Regions from separate parts of the Zea mays genome. Here region 2 is linked to region 1. The links are chromatin contacts, called in public Hi-C maps. All regions are on one chromosome and are shown on one strand. The core of a region is the stretch at or near the end of the contact, and the rest is flanking DNA. Distances in the headings are between cores, read along the strand shown. Region 1 holds the start of MURE (UDP-N-acetylmuramoyl-L-alanyl-D-glutamate--2,6-diaminopimelate ligase MurE homolog, chloroplastic). Region 2 holds the start of LOC100381697 (pentatricopeptide repeat protein PPR566-6).

Region 1 (4,645 bases), core at 1,828-4,327:
CCAGCCCCTCACCCCGTCCCCATGCGCAACATATAACACTGGTATCGGACGCGGCAGGTAATATGGTTGAACTAACCCCGCCACCCTGGCCCGTTCTTCCATTGCATTTTCTCTTTCAGTCATCAGCAGGCAGGCTCCCACGTCCCACCCCTTTTTGTCGCATGTTGAATGCTACGCGGAGATAGGCTCAGCAGCCTAGACGTCCTGCATTGTGCTTGCAACAACCCGGCATGAATGCAAAGTTCTATTTTTTAGTCCAATTAAAAGTACATTCAACTATTCAATATTCATTACTCATTTATTCTAAGCAAAAATACGTTATAATTTATAATCTATATTAGAAGATACTTGTTCTTAAATCTTCATAAAGAGTGTGTTTTTTATATATAATTCATGAGGGGAATACTCCATTCTAATAAATCAAGTTAAAGTCTTTTTTTTAGTTTCAATTTTAGATCTAAATTTTAAACTACCAATATTCTCACATTACTACCAATATTCTCACATTACTATTTATTTATTTTAGGAAGAAGAATTTATTTCAAAGGGAAGGAAATACTTATTAAAGACATTTTAATTATTAATCTTTTGGAGAATCTTTTCTAAATCCAAAAATATAATTTTGGTGTCCTACACATGTTCCACACATGCACATCTTGATCTAAGAGTGCGACGCTTCTCTCCTTGGATCCAAGTTTTGGCTTTACAATATATGTAAGGTAAGTATGCTATGTTTTTTTAAACCTATCCAAAACTCTCATATGCCATTAATTAGAAGTAGGACTGTTGGAGCGAAGGTCGAGCGCTCCTTCGATCAGTCTAATCCGGTTACGATCAAATAGGCTTTGATGAAGGTATAGTTTGCGAAGGGTACTTTGACTTGTACCAGCGTCGAGGCCTTCGACCGTGGCCTTCGGAGGGGATAAAGAGAAGGGCCACGATAGCCAGGGGTTCGCTGCAGGCCTATGTACGCGTCTCGAAGGCTCAAACTCTTCCTAGACAGCAAATACCAAGTCTCCGCAGAGTCAGTGGGGCTCGACTTCGCGGGGTCAAGGGTGCAACATGCAAGCGAAGGTTGTGCCAGATTACCGTGAGGCCTAGGCTCCGTCTCGTCACCATCCGAGAATGTAGCAGATAACCGAGAGTATAACGATACTTAGGGACCCACCTACACGCCCGTTTACTTATAAATACCTCCGCATTGTACACGGATGAGACACACATAACGAGATGCTACAATTACCTATCTATTGTTTTGTTATGCATATAAATTAACTCTCCTATTCTCGAGTGACTGGGCCACCTGATCTGACCACGTGTCAGCTGGTACCAACAAGGATCAGAAGGCAACATGAAAATATGCCACTGTCTCCTGTAAGTTGTGTAAAATAAGGGATGTGGAACTGTAGATGACACTGTTTGACACTGTTTACAGAGATAAGTTTGATATAGGGATGTAATAGAGAATCTATTGGAGATAGGCTCAGTGATTAAACATATATCGTTTCTGTGAGTAAACATATCGCTCATGAGCAACTCAAGGGGACCATATAAGGAACTTATGTTTTCTTTTGAAAAATTTCCCAAAACCTCTGGCATGAAACTTGTGCGGAATGAGAAAACTAGTGCTCAAGTCAAGCTATTCTGTCTCTCAACCACCCATGACGCAGGAAAAAACATACACCCCATGAGGACTAAGATAATATGGATGAATATTACTATTTATATGATGAATACTTGCATGTATGTGAAGTTGATCTCCATCTTCGTCACTTTCTATGCCTTGCCCATCACCGTCAACTGAATCCTAGCTATCCATTTTAACGAAAACATTAGTGTATACATGGTTAGCACTCAATTATCAGAATCAAACTACACATTTCAACCTCTTATTTTTAGTAATTGATGACAATCTTTCAAAGATATAAATACGATTAAAATTCTAAATTAGCGTTTCATACAAGAGTAAGCTATTTTTTTTGAATTTATGCTCCTCATGCATCATTAAGCAGTTGAGAAAAGAATGAACAAGTTTTACAAACCCGACTTGGTATTGTTAACTCTCCTACATATGCACTAGTGCATTTGGTTCTAAAATTAAGAAAATAAACCATAAATCCAACTAATATCTCTAAATAAATCAAACTTTCATAAACGCAAAAAAAATCACAAAAAAGATTAAGATGAAATTGCCCGAAGTAGTATGATGTCTATCAAACAAATATGGACCGAAGTGCCGAGCTTGGTTAATATGAAAAATCTAAAAAACTATACTTTCCCCTTCCCATACTATTCACTATTCAGCGCCTCGGCCCACGTATTTTCGTGAGACCGCTCGATCCATAAATTCAAAACCAGCCCACTAACCCAGTCCCCCACGGTCCCACCACACACACCCCTCATCCCCTTCTTCAGTTATTCCCAATCCGAATTTCGAAGGGACCAAAACCTCCCCCTTCCTTTCCAACCAAGGTCACCGCGCGCCTCCCATGGCCACGGCGCCCCTCGCCTTCCGCCTCCCCTTCCCCTTCTCATTCCCCTCCGCCTCCCGCCCTCCTCCTTCCAGAATCCTAGCCCCTCCGACCCCGCGCCGGCTCCCCCTACGCCTCGCCGCCGCGGCCGCACGACGGTTCCGCCCGCCCACCGCCGACGACGAACCCCCTGAGGCCGCGGAGGACTCTTCTCATGGCCTAACCCGCTATGACCAGCTTGCGCGAAGCGTGGAGCGCGCCCGGATCCGCCAGCCGGAGATCACCCCTGACAACCCGCTCTTCTCGTCCCCCTCCACTGCAGGAGGCGGCGGCGGAGGCAGCTACGACCCAGACGACGAGTTCTTCGACGAAATTGACCGCGCTATCGCTGAGAAGCGGGAGGAGTTCACGCGGCGCGGGCTCATCAAGCCATCCCCTGCTTCGCCGCCGCCGTCGCAATCGCAGCCGGAGGACGAGGACCTCACCGACGAGCTCTCCCCTGAGGAGGTGATCGATCTCGATGAGATTCGGAAGCTTCAGGGACTCAGTGTTGTATCCGTGGCCGACGAGGAGGATGAGGAGGTGGAGGGGGGCGAGGACGAGGACGATGGATTGCCGCTCGATGAGGACGGGGAAGGCTTTGACGTGGCCGAGGAGCTCGGCCTCGAGGGTGCCAGGATGCGACAACCGGCTTTCCGCATGACGCTGGCTGAGCTCCTTGACGAGAGCAAGCTCGTCCCGGTGGCCGTGACGGGCGACCAGGATGTCGCCCTCGCAGGAGTGCAGCGCGACGCCAGCCTGGTGGCGGCCGGCGACCTGTTTGTGTGCGTGGGAGAGGACGGGCTCGCGGGGCTCACCGAAGCCGACAAGCGTGGGGCCGTTGCCGTCGTAGCTGATCAGGACCTCAACATTGAGGGCACCCTGGCCTGTCGCGCGCTGGTCATTGTAGACGACATTTTGACTGCGCTCCGGGTACTCCCTGCCTGCTTGTACAGCCGGCCGTCGATGAACATGGCTATCATAGGTGTCACTGGCACAGATGGCGTAACTACCACAACTCACCTCGTGAAAGCAATGTACGAGGCTATGGGGGTGAGGACTGGCTTGGTGGGTGTTCTTGGGACCTATGCCTTCAGCAGCAACAAGCTCGATGCACGCCCTGATGCATCTAGTGACCCCATTGCTGCGCAGAAGCTGATGGCAACAATGTTACACAATGGCACTGAGGCAGTGGTGTTGGAGAAAGGCACTGATGGGATGCCTCCATCTGGTGTGGACAGTGAGATAGATTATGATATTGCTGTTTTGACTAATGTTAGGCACACTGATGAAGAGAATGGCATGACCTACGAGGAGTATATGAGCAGAATGGCCTCTCTTTTCTCCAGAATGGTGGACCCTGAGCGCCATCGTAAGGTGGTGAACATCGATGATCCAAGTGCCCCATTTTTCGCCGCACAAGGAGGGCATGATGTCCCTGTGGTAACATATTCATTTGAGAACAAGAAGGCTGATGTGCACACGCTTAAATACCAGCTTTCCCTGTTTGAGACGGAGGTTCTGGTACAGACACCACATGGGATCCTCGAGATCTCCTCTGGGCTGCTTGGAAGAGATAACATCTACAGCATCCTTGCAACTGTGGCAGTTGGCATTGCAGTGGGTGCACCACTGGAGGACATAGTCAGGGGCATAGAAGAGGTGGATGCGATCCCAGGTCGGTGTGAGCTAATCGATGAGGAGCAAGCCTTTGGGGTAATCGTTGATCATGCAAGGACACCAGAAGCTCTGTCAAGGCTTCTGGATGGTGTAAGGGAGCTGGGACCACGCCGGATTGTCACTGGTAAGATAATTTTACTTGTAGCTGTAGCTTTTGTTAACAACACATACTGATACTGCCTACGCAGAGCTGTGTGAAATGTTGATTATTTGTAGTTGCTGCTATATTTTCTTTATTCTGGTTATAACATGGGAACTGAACCTCCTGCTATGCTGTTTAATTTAGTTGTTGGATGTTGCGGAGAGAAAGAAAGAGGGAAGAGGCCCGTGATGACAAAGATCGCAGCTGATAAAAGTGATGTTGTCATGTTGACATCAGACAATCCAGCAAATGAAGATCCATGTATGATTCTTAATAATATCTAATATGTAGAACAGATCTGGATTAGTGCATT
Region 2 (4,291 bases), core at 228-2,727, 690 kb after region 1:
TCCATCTTTAGTCTGGGCGACTCGTACATCGACAAGGGCAATGGCCCCGTCGTGTTCGATTGTCATGCTGTCACCAGCCCCGTGATGCGCTCGCCCTATGGATCCACCTTCTTCGGGCGCCCAACCGGACATAACTGCGATGGACGCCTCATCCCGCTTTTCCTGCAGGCGCGCCACGGGGTGAGGAGCTTCGATCGTGGTGCCAACTTCGACGTTGGGGGTGCCACCGCCCTCGACGCTAGCTTCTGCTATGAACGCTGACGATGACCAAGTTGTTGATGGAGGAGAAACCGATGAAACTCACGCATGCTTCTACTCTGAACGCATGTAGGTTGTTTCACATTTTTGTAGCTAGTTCACTGAAACAGAAATTGAATGCAGACAACTAGTTCACTAAAACATGTTTTGCTCATCCTATTCTTGTTTGGTGGTCTGCCTATCGATGAGGCGACATGCGGGCACAGAAGGATGACGATGCGAGTGTGCAGCAGCATATCATGATTGGCCCTACTCGAAGAACGGCATCGCACGACAGGATTTCCATTCTGTTGCATAATGTGTGTGGTATTTCGTTTGAACTTTGGTCAATTAAGCTTAATTAGGCTAATTAATCCATGCAAAAATTTCAGTTTGGTTGGCGGGGTCACGACCCCTGTTGGCCCCTCTATCCATATGTATTGCCTGGTCATACATGATCAGCGCGGAGAGAGACCACACGCGAAGAGGAGAATAAGTCGTATCATCGGTGGAAGAGGAGACAGACTAACTCAGTGACCAAGAAAGAAAATATATACATAGACTCACTTGTGAGGTCTATATAGGGCTGGAAAAAAAGCTCGAGCTCGATGAGCTGGCTCGGGCTCGCAGCAGCTCGGCTCGGCTCGGACCGGCTCGACGCTCAGAACGAGCCCGAGCCGAGCCTGTTTTTGTGGCTCGTGAAAAGAGCGAGCCAGCTCGGCTCGGCTCGGTGCAGCTCGCGAGCTGGCTCGTGGCTCGATCCAACAATAATTTGTTACATAAAATCTTAATTAGCATATAATATTAGTACAAAGTAGACAATAATTTATGTTATTTGAGATTACTATACAAAAATAATCTATTTTCTATATTATATTAGTGATATATCTATTTTACTAATTTAAAATATATTATTTAAAATATTTTTAAGATTTTATATTATAATTTAGAGAACAGATTTAAATTTATAGTTGGGCTCGTTGGCTCGGCGAGCCGGCTCGCGAGCCTAGAGCGAGCCGAGCCGAGCCAAGCTCGGCTCGGCTCGTTTCCACTCCTAGGTCTATATACGGTTCTAGCCTACATGGTAAAACTACAGTGCGTTTGGATATAAGTAAGACTCAGAACAACAATTAAGTTTTTAAAAAATATATTTTAAAAGTTTATGGACGAAGATAACACACCACGAAAAATTTAAAGACCAAAAATGTATTTTAGAAGCCCAACCGAGAAGCCTCGACCAGCCCCTCTCGGCCGGCTATCGGCAAATTCGACATCCGCTCCGCCGTCTACAGTCTACATAAGGAATCGAGGTAGCCCCAGTCGTCTTCGGCGCTCAAGTTTCGGCCGCCGGCCGCGGTGCCCTCCGCCCCTTCCCAATCCTGCCCCCAAGCCCCAGTCAGCCATCGAAACTCCAACCCCCAGGCGGCCAGGCCCAAGCGTCCGGCGGTTGCGGCCCCGCGGCTTGGCGAAGGCGACCGGTGGCTAGGCCCCAGCGACTCAGGGCGGATCAAGTAAGATTTGTAGTTTCAATTAATTAGGCCTGCAGATGCACCCCCGATGCCCGGTTTTGGATTTCCCACTGCCGATGCCCGAGATGAAGGCCGCCACTGCGCTGGGGAGCTGGCTGCTCCCGGCTGCGCCTGCCATTCGCCCCACACTGGTGAATCTCAGATCCCGGGGGTTCTGCAGTCATGGTTATTTCCCCTCGGCGTCCCGGATTTCTTGCTCATCAGAGTTATCTGATAGCGATAGAGGTCTCGCCAAGGAGATGGAGTCAGAATTCAGTGACGAGATATGTGCCGAGAATGGTGCTGAAGAGGACGATGAAACAGAGGATTTAATTTGGAGCAAAGAAGAGATCGATGCTATTTCGGCGCTCTTCGACCGGCCGATGCGCCAGAAGCCCCTGAAGCCGCGAAACCCCGCGAGGCAGAGGGCGCTTCCATTGCCACTGCCGCACAAGACGAGGCTGCCCGTGGCTCCTGCGCCGAAGCAGCACGTCCGCCTCGCTGCAAGAGCGGGGCTCTCTTCTCGTGCTTGCTTCAGCGACCAGGTGCGCAAGAAACCGGAGTTCCTTCTCGGGATTGCCCGGGAGATCGCAGCGCTTCCTCCCGAGCACGACGTCTCCACGGTGCTCGACCGTTGGGCGAGGTTCCTCCGGAAAGGCTCCCTGTCACTTACCATTCGTGAGCTCGGGCACATGGGGCTCCCCGAGCGCGCGCTCCAGACACTGTGCTGGGCCCAGAGGCAGAAAGCTGTGCCGTTGTTCCCTGACGATCGTGTTCTTGCTTCGGCCATCGAGGTTTTGGCACGCTTTGAACGGCTCAGAGTGGAGTCTGCGCTGGAGCAATGTGTGCCCACGGCCAGCCGTGCCGTTCTCGAGGCCATGGCGAGCGGGTTCATCAGGGCGGGGAAAGTAGACCGCGTGCGCAAGCTCCTGGAACTTGCAAGGATCAATAACAGGACGCTGCACCCCAGCATCTACGTGAAGTTGATGTTGGAAGCCACCCGGACACCTGAAGGCTACGGGCTTGCGTCGGCACTGGTTGATGAGCTTGGCGAGAGGCCGGAGTTGGAGTTGCGTCCACAGGACTGCACGGCTGTCATGAAGGTCTGCATAAGGCTCCGACGGTACGCAGCCGTGGAGAGCCTTTTCAGCTGGTTCAGGGGGGCCATTGGGAGCCCCACCGTGGTGATGTACACGACGGTGATCCACAGCCGGTGCCGTGACGGGAGGCACCGAGAGGCACTGTCCCTGGTGTGGGAAATGGAGCAGGCAGGCTGCCTGCTTGATCTGCCGGCCTACCGAGTTATCGTCAAGCTATGCGTGGCATTGCACGATCCGGGGAGGGCTCTCCGCTATCTGTCAAGGATGAAGGAGGCTGGTTTTATTCCAACTGGCGACATGTACGACAGTCTGATCGAGGGCTATTTGGCAGATGGGAGGCTGGCCAAGTGCCGACAGCTGATCAGAGATGCCGAGTCAGCCGGTGTGAAGCTGGATAGGAGGCTGCTTTCGCGGTTGTCTGAAACTGGAGGCAGACATCCTTAGTTGACTCTGGTGAGTGTTGTTGACATGTGTTATGCACGGGTAGAATCCGGACAGGACAGGAACACCACAGAGGAAAATTATCTCTAGCATTTATTGTAGAGTAATACAAAGAGTAATCTTGGCAGAAGATTAGTACGTTGTTGCCCAGTTTCCCTTTGTATTTGTCAGTAATCCATGATTTCATGACAACGATGAATTGCTGGCTGAAATCGGCTCCACCTTTAAGCCAAAATCCTGAAACTGCTAACGCATGCTTGCAAGTTCCTTTGTATCCTTTCTTCTGAGCATACCATGAACTGACCATTTTAATTTTAAGCTCTTAATCGATGAAAGCACTGGGCTTCTGAAGCTTTAGCTTCAAGAATCAAGACTGCCCAGTCTGCTGTGCTGAATCTATGTTCATCCTTGAATTCACAGAAGCCTTGGAGTCCTGACAAATTTCTTTTTTGGCCATTCTCAGCTATGACTACGACCAGAGCATCGGTTCATCGAACGTAGAAGAGATTTATAGCTATACTAGTGCTTTTAGGGGGTGTTTGTTTCTATGGACTAATTTTTAGTCCCTACATTTTATTCCACTTTAGTTCCAAAATTGCAAAATATAGAAACTAAAACTCTATTTAAGTTTCTATATTTGTCAATTTGTACACTAAAATAGAATAAAATGAAGGGACTAAACATTAGTCCATAGAAACCAAACACCCCCTTATTTGTGCCATGTGTTCTTTTCTGCATGATTTCTGTGTTCCAAATAGGCCTTGAATTGGTAGCTGCTACGAGCTTACGTTCAAATCCTAAAACTGTAATGCCTGCCTGCAAGTTAAACCTTATGTGGAATTCTTTCTCCTGACCTTACAATGAACAAGTATTTGTATCCTGTAAATTTGTAGGGCTAGATCTTACTTAGAGCATCTACAACGGTGTCTTAAATTAGTATTTATCTTGAAATATAATAAAAATAGCTCCAACATTATCCTATTTTACAAATTTTCATAAAAAATA

The links. A called contact is a pair of places that touch in the nucleus more often than the background predicts.
Region 2: a contact with region 1 is called in a Hi-C map of tassel, with 2.7 times the contacts expected there. The contact joins the promoter of LOC100381697 here to the promoter of MURE in region 1. A contact is called at or near these places in 2 of 25 Hi-C or Micro-C datasets (ear and tassel).

Annotation. Positions count from the first base shown.
Region 1 is chr9:122,825,736-122,830,380 of Zm-B73-REFERENCE-NAM-5.0, forward strand. It overlaps MURE (UDP-N-acetylmuramoyl-L-alanyl-D-glutamate--2,6-diaminopimelate ligase MurE homolog, chloroplastic), which reads left to right and starts at 3,078. Exons shown (of 5, transcript NM_001147952.1): 1 at 3,078-4,314; 2 at 4,477-4,593. The coding sequence starts at 3,150.
Region 2 is chr9:123,518,882-123,523,172 of Zm-B73-REFERENCE-NAM-5.0, forward strand. It overlaps LOC100381697 (pentatricopeptide repeat protein PPR566-6), which reads left to right and starts at 1,478. Exons shown (of 1, transcript NM_001174509.3): 1 at 1,478-3,610. The coding sequence starts at 1,784. The coding sequence ends at 3,289.